2 separate regions of the Danio rerio genome follow, and region 1 is linked to region 2. A link is a contact called in public Micro-C data. All regions are on one chromosome and are shown on one strand. Each heading gives the region's core, a stretch centred on a gene start, on an enhancer-like site or on the middle of the called end of the contact. The rest is flanking DNA. Distances are from core to core; before and after follow the strand shown. Region 1 holds the start of tgfb5 (transforming growth factor, beta 5). Region 2 overlaps kcnk4a (potassium channel, subfamily K, member 4a).

Region 1 (3,237 bases), core at 437-2,936, 39 kb after region 2:
ATGCAGTTAATATTGAAGAAATTTAGCTGTGTATATCAGTTATTGCTGAATGTAAATCTTAATAACGGTCATAAGAAACAATATTTGTCAAATAATTCATGCCACTACCAGTGTTAGGCTATGTTCATGTTTAGAGTTTAATATGAACATGTACTGAGTAAAATATAAATATCTTAACCCTTGTGCACTGTTCAAATTTACTACCCTTTTGTTATGTTCAGATTGAAAACATCTCATTCATATATATATATATATATATATACATTTTATCAAAACTACTAATTTGCTTAGAAAATAACATGATTTTAACTCTTTAATTGATAAAGTTTGGTGAAAACAAAATGACATATAATTTCAATATAAAAAGGTAATTGTGGACAATTTTTTTTTACCTTTTATCTTGAATATGTCAATGATTAGTAACAACATTGGCTTTGATGCATTGTTGGATTTCAAATTTTTCTCCCTAATTTACTGTTGGTGGCTATTTTTGCTCCTTTTACTTTCATTATAACCTCATTTGATGATGCATAAAAACACAGTCTTTGTTTTTATTTACTCCTTGTAGTTCTGAGAGCTGAGATGCAGATTTAGATTTTCTCAGAAACTTCAAGGTAAGTGCACAAAAGTCACTCTCACTCACACACACACACACACACACACACACACACACACACACACACACACACACACACACACACACACACACACACACACACACACACACTTTGATTTGCTGTTATGCTCCATAAATCCAAAAACAAAACCAACTATTAACTATTAATGGTGCCAACTGATGATTAACAGTAAAAAATACTAATTTTACCTCTTCCCAACAGGGAAAACCACCAACACTTAAAAATGCATGATTACATGGAGTCATGGTTTTTGTAATCATAAAAATGTGATTATAATGAAAGTCAATGGGTCAAAAACAATGCATTAAAGGCAATGTTGTTTTGCATGTCTAAGACGTATAGGTAAAAAGCAAAAAAAATCCAGTCCACAATTACTTTTTATATTGAAAATGTGTAATTTTGTGACATAATTTATTAATTTGGCAATTAAAGGGATATAAATCCTGAAATTTTCTAACCAATTTAGTAGTTTTGATCAGGACTAAGGTTAATTAACAGATTTTTCCAATTAAGACCTAAAATCACCCTAGAGTGGATGAAAATATCCCCAACAGTAATCATTTCAATAAATGGTTTTCATACACACACACGCATTACTTTGAATGATGCAAGCATTAAAGTGGGCATCAGCATCATCACTCACTGGTATCAGTGCGCAGCGGCATCATGTTGACCCTCTGCACCTCTTTGGCGTAATAATCCTCCTCGCTGCTCTCCCGCTCGCACGCGGCCTCCGCATGGCGCGCGCGCTCCTTCAGCAGCTCCTTCGTGCTGTTATAAAGCAGCATCACCTCCGCCGGGACAGGCTGCGGTGTCGGGCTCGCCTCGGGATCCGGTGGACTCCGAATGCGCAGCTTGCTCAAAATCTGCCCGCGCACAGCCTCGATCCTTTTGGACTTGTGGTCGTCTAAGTTGTAGGAATGGCACGTGGAGAATCCTTCCGCAGACGCAAAGAGTTTGAGAACGAGCAAAGTCAGATTGATGAACCACATGGTCGGTTGACAGCTGAGAGGCTCGGGTGCGCAGCTATGTAACGCCGGGTTGTCTTCGGGGAGCGCGCGCACTGAGCAATGGAACAAACCCCAAAGTGCGTGGCTGCGCTGCTCGCGTCCGCGTGCACCAGGTGAATGAGCAGCTCTGCTGTCAGATACGCGCTTTTACCTTCTCACACACTTGTTTTCCTACACTCATACAGACTACTTATGGTCAGAATAATAAAAAGATGGTTGCGCAAAGCACCTCACTGTGTTAATGACAAGCTATTTTAAGTTAATCGGTTTTTCTTTCTTTCCTGAAGGTAATATTCAAAGCGCAATCTTTTAAGGTAGGACTTACGTAACTTCAATTATTTTGACGTGGCTTTCAGTAAACCACGACACGATTTTCAACATGCAGCTTTTATAAGTGTTTGTATACTCGTTGTGTCGTGAGACAAGTGTCTAATTATGTTGTCGCTAAAACTTTAGTTTACTATAGTAACCTCCTCAGTGGCAAATATTTTCCTTTTTAAGCGTCTTTTTGGATGATAAAGATAAACTTTGGTATCGCCAAAATGTAAAGATAACACAAAAAATAATGTATTTGAATTAAAACAGTTTAGTAAGATCCACAACCGTTCGTTTTCCCCTTTTAATGGTCTAAACTGTAAACAAAATCCTCTGTAATTTACACCTGGCATGAACTATCTGAGGTTATGCCAATTTTAGATGTTATTCTGATTTCTGTGCATGTGGTGATGGCAAGCATAATATAGTCCATGATTATCCAATCCCAGTAATACTAATCTGAATCTACAAACACAGCCTTTCCATTATGCTTCCCCGGCTTTTAAGTATTTACCGGTAAGATAATAAACAGAACTGTTCCTCATGCTCGTCTGGTATCCAATGATTCAGAGAGAAACTCCAAGTGCTGCTTAGAATTCTTGTGGTTTGTCTTGGAGCTTTAGTGAGGACCGCTAGTACTTTCTTTCAAAGTGACTCTCCAGCTCCTTTCCCATGATAGCTATAAGAGATCAGGTCAGATTTTATTTCTTTTTTTTTTTTTCTGCCTTGAGTCAAGATGCAGGTCTGCCATCCAAATGTTCAATCAAGCTCTTGAAGTTGCTTTAGGAAAATGAAATTATCCCATGACAAAGACTGACTGTCCTCCAGCGGCATAGAGTTGAACGGGATTTAATATAAACAAGATGAGAAAAGGCTAGTCTAGGCTTGGCCTATACCAGAATACATCTTGTGCGAAGAGTAATCCATTTCAAAGGAGGCAGGGGAAAAAATGACAAGGCCAAAAACGCCAGACGTCAAAGAGAGCCTTTGAAGGTGTGAACTTAAGTATGCTATAATTAAAAAGAAAAACTCCTTTGAGTTTCAGAGCGACCAGAAACATCTCTTCAACAAAACAAGTTCCTAAAGTTTGGAGAGGAGGAAGAAAACAGCAGCTGTGTGTGGGAGAGCGAGAGGAAGGGAGGGAGAGAGGGAAGGACAAAAAGAGGCAAGTGCTAAGGACAAAACATAATCTCCAAGATAGCCTAAATTTCAAGCATTCAAAATTATTATGGTTTCACACCTTAAAACGTTGTTCAGATGTTGCATTGCGAGAC
Region 2 (3,614 bases), core at 629-3,128:
TGCACTTTTTAAATAAATAAATAAAAAACAAAGCAGCTGCTCGCCATCGCAACAGCAATGAGATCAAATGCACAACCGATCGCTTTCACTCCAAAATGCGGGAATCCGGGGCTGTTGCTGGGCGCTGCTGTTGCAATGGAACGTTCTATTGAGTGTCGCCTCTTGGTGGAGGTGAGTAACGACTAAGACTACCTGAAGCTCAAATTTAAAGTTATTATCCAAAAGTTCAAAAGCAAATAGTCTATTTTGTGTTGCTAACATCCTCCTGATTAACAACTATGTAATAATAAGCTAGCTAAAGTTTAGCCAGGGCAATACCATAAGCATACAGGCTAATTTAACTGAAAAACGACAGCTGATAGTCATTTATTCAGAATATATGTTAATTGAAGCTATAAAACATGTACATATAGGCTAGCTATGGAAGTCAGTGGCTATCAGTGTCACATTCTTCAAAATATTGTATTTTGTTCAGCAAAAAAAAAAAAAAAAAAAAAACTGAAAGACAAAAAATTTATTGAAAAGGGGTAGTTCACCCAAAAAAAATTAATTTAATCACCTTAAAGTGGTTTCAAATCTTTGTTTTTTTTATTTTGTCAAACACTAAATAAATAAAAAGATCAAAAAAGATATTTAAAAAAAAAAGCGTAGGAAAAACAAAACTTTGAAAGTCAATGGTTACAGGTTTCCTACTTTCTTTAAAATATTATTTTGTGTGATCAACAAAAGAAAAAGTCAAATACTGTAGGTCGGAACAAGTGAAATGTGAGTAAATGGTGACTGAATTTTCAGTTTTGAATGAACTATCCATGAATTTAGGTTGAAATATCCTTCAATATATTTTAGTTATTAAAGTACAATTATTATTATTATTATTATTTAATAAATAGTGCCCTTTTTTGAGCCCCTGCCCCTTAAAGGTCTCTGCATGTCCCTGATTAAGGTTACAAACAGTACAATTTCTTACACCTAAATGTTTTTAAAAACATTATACAATCACAGACATTAAAAACAAATAAGGATAAATAAATTATATTCTCAACATGCATATCCTGCGATGTGACTATTGCGAATGATCACATTGCGATATCGATGTTGAAACTATATATTGAGCTCTAGAATCAAATAATTTGATTGTAATGAATACAGAAACAGCAGATGCTGTTGCGATGCTTCTTTTATTGAACAGTTAAATTCATATAAAAGAAATTTGAAATATACAGCAAACATTTTTTTTTAAATAATTTATTAAATATGATTTTTTTTATTGTTTTCCATATTTGCTACTCTATAATGGAAAGATGTTTCTGGATGGAGGCTGTAGTTACAGCATCTACCAGCAGAGGCTAACCAGATTTTCAATCTTTGGCTGGTTAACACTAACCTATGAAGCAGGCTCCCTCTTGTGGTCATCTGACGAGGGCAAATATCTTACATGCTTTATTCTACATAAAAGAGACTGTTTATATTACTCTGGTGTTAGTATAAATGTTATATTTACACTCCAGCTCACACACAGACTCCTTCTGAAAACACATTTACAGAGAGTACATCTAAGCATCTACCTACCCAGACACATTTTACAGCATGCGCACAAACAGATTTGTTTACAGAAAACAAGCAATTTCGCTGAGGAGCTCGCGCAGCAGGAGCTGGATGAGATTTTAAAAGCCCTTGGTGTGGGAAGACGAGGCGAACGAGTGAAAGAGCGAGTAACGATATGTCCCAGCGTGAGACAGCTCCAGGAATGGCTTTTGTAAGGCCCTGGCTGTGGGGATAAATGCCGGTTGCAGAGTGAAGGGGGTATTTAGAGGGACGAGGACAAACACATGGTGGTGGTTTACAGAGGAGCTTTTCCGCAGGGCTTCCAAATTCTACCTCTGCACTTCAGCCCCACCTAACACGACTTCTACACCCGCCGCATCAATGTCTGAAACCGGAAGCCGTTCATTTTGTAACCTGAGCGTGACTGAAATTGATTTCTGAGCGGAAATGTCTTACTTTAGAAGTGGGCAGCGAGAAAACCTGCAGTTGGTTTTGTGGTGTGTCCTGATACTGTGTTTGGAGAAACAGGAAAACTGCTTTAGGTATTTGTTGTATACAGTCGAGATTAAAATGAAAGAACAGTTTATTAAAGCATATTTCATCAATTACATATATCTGAAACATGAAATATTATTTAAAAAAAATTTTATGAGATTCATTCACAGACATTCCAAGTTTGGAAAAGTCACTTCCGGGGGAAACAGAGATGATTTGCAGGAGATGGAGGGGATGTTGTGCGATGTGTCTGAAGAGCGGGAGTGATGCGGTGGAGAGGGCTGTGTGACGTATTTGAGAACCAGGAGGAAGGCGTGCAGCTTTAGGGTGATTATTATTCATTTGCAGGCATCCGTGAGTCTCCCGCAAATGCATAGAGACACCTGGATGCCCGCAAATGAATGATAATTCCAGGAGACTTGGGATGGTTGCACTTATATTCATTCATTTTTCAGCTTAGTCCCTTTATTCATCAGGGGTCACCACAGCAGAATGAACCGCCAACTTATCCAGTATATGTTTTACACAGCAGATGCTCTTCCAGCTGCAACCCAGTACTGGGAAGCACACTCATACCCTACGGCCAATTTAGTTTATTCGATTCACCTATAGCGCATGTGTTTTGACTGTGGGGGGAAACCGGAGCACCTTAAAAAAACCCATGCAAACACAGGGAGAACATGCAAACACTCATGCAGAAATGCCAACTGGGGCTGGGACTTGAACCAGAGACCTTCTTGCTGTGAGGTGAAAGTGCTAACCTTTGAGCCACCCTGTCGCCCTCTTAAATGAGACATTAGAGAAAAAAAAAACCTTGAGCAAAACTAGATTTTGGTAATTTTTGATACCTTCTCAGGGTTCAACGCTAAGGAGTTTTTCTACTGGTCCGATCAGGCCAGTGGTTTAGATTTTTACTTGCCCTGCCAAAATTTTACAGGCCCCACCAAAAAAAAAAAAAAAAGGGAAGTTAATAGCTATTTTTTAAGCCACATATTTTAAACAATGTGTCAACAAAGTCTGTGACTCTACAATTTCAATACCTAACAAATGTTAAAAGTGTTTTGCAAACAAAAAGAGCAGAGGAAAATGAGGTATTTTATTGCGGTTCGAAATTATTTAACAAAAGGTGGCTGACTTATCAAACTGATGGCAAACTGTGCAAAACATCACTTCATTTTTTAGTTGCGTTGTTCACATGTAAATGTCTGCTTCCAGGACGTCAGAAACAGACTTTTTCTTTTAGCCTTATAATTTGATGTTGCCGCCATGTTGCTGTTTCATCGCTGTACTGGTTGTCACTAGGTTACGGAAAAAAATAGGATGGTCGAAACATCAAATCAAATAAGAGGACCTGGAAAGCAATATGGTGATTACGACATCACAGAGAATGTAGTGTTTAAAGACTTATAAGCACAAACTTAAAATGTACGCAATTGACAAATTGTCGCAGACAAATTAAATGTTATTGACAAGGCAGCACTGTCCCGATCGGGCCAGTAATGATCCTGTCTACTGTCCCAAACATCTCTCACGCTAGCCCTGGGCCACCAGGCAGTCCTTATTGTTGAGCCCTG

Evidence for each region. Hi-C and Micro-C count contacts between places; a contact is called where the count stands out from the background.
Region 1: a contact with region 2 is called in a Micro-C map of caudal fin, with 2.4 times the contacts expected there. The contact joins the promoter of tgfb5 here to the enhancer-like site in region 2. A contact is called at or near these places in 1 of 18 Hi-C or Micro-C datasets (caudal fin) and 1 of 4 datasets of contacts at active chromatin or transcription factors (caudal fin).

What each region holds. Positions count from the first base shown.
Region 1 is chr14:9,347,684-9,350,920 of GRCz12tu, forward strand. tgfb5 (transforming growth factor, beta 5) reads right to left here and starts at 1,687. Exons shown (of 7, transcript XM_021481114.3): 1 at 1,282-1,687. The coding sequence starts at 1,630.
Region 2 is chr14:9,308,078-9,311,691 of GRCz12tu, forward strand. All of the region lies in intron 10 of kcnk4a (potassium channel, subfamily K, member 4a), which reads left to right. Among named protein-coding and RNA genes, the nearest start is that of kcnk4a, 33 kb to the left of the region's middle. Within about 2 kb of position 1,879, at least 6 of the 62 cell types and tissues checked have an H3K27ac peak or open chromatin away from gene starts, as enhancers often do. A contact at or near this core is called in caudal fin, where this site is marked.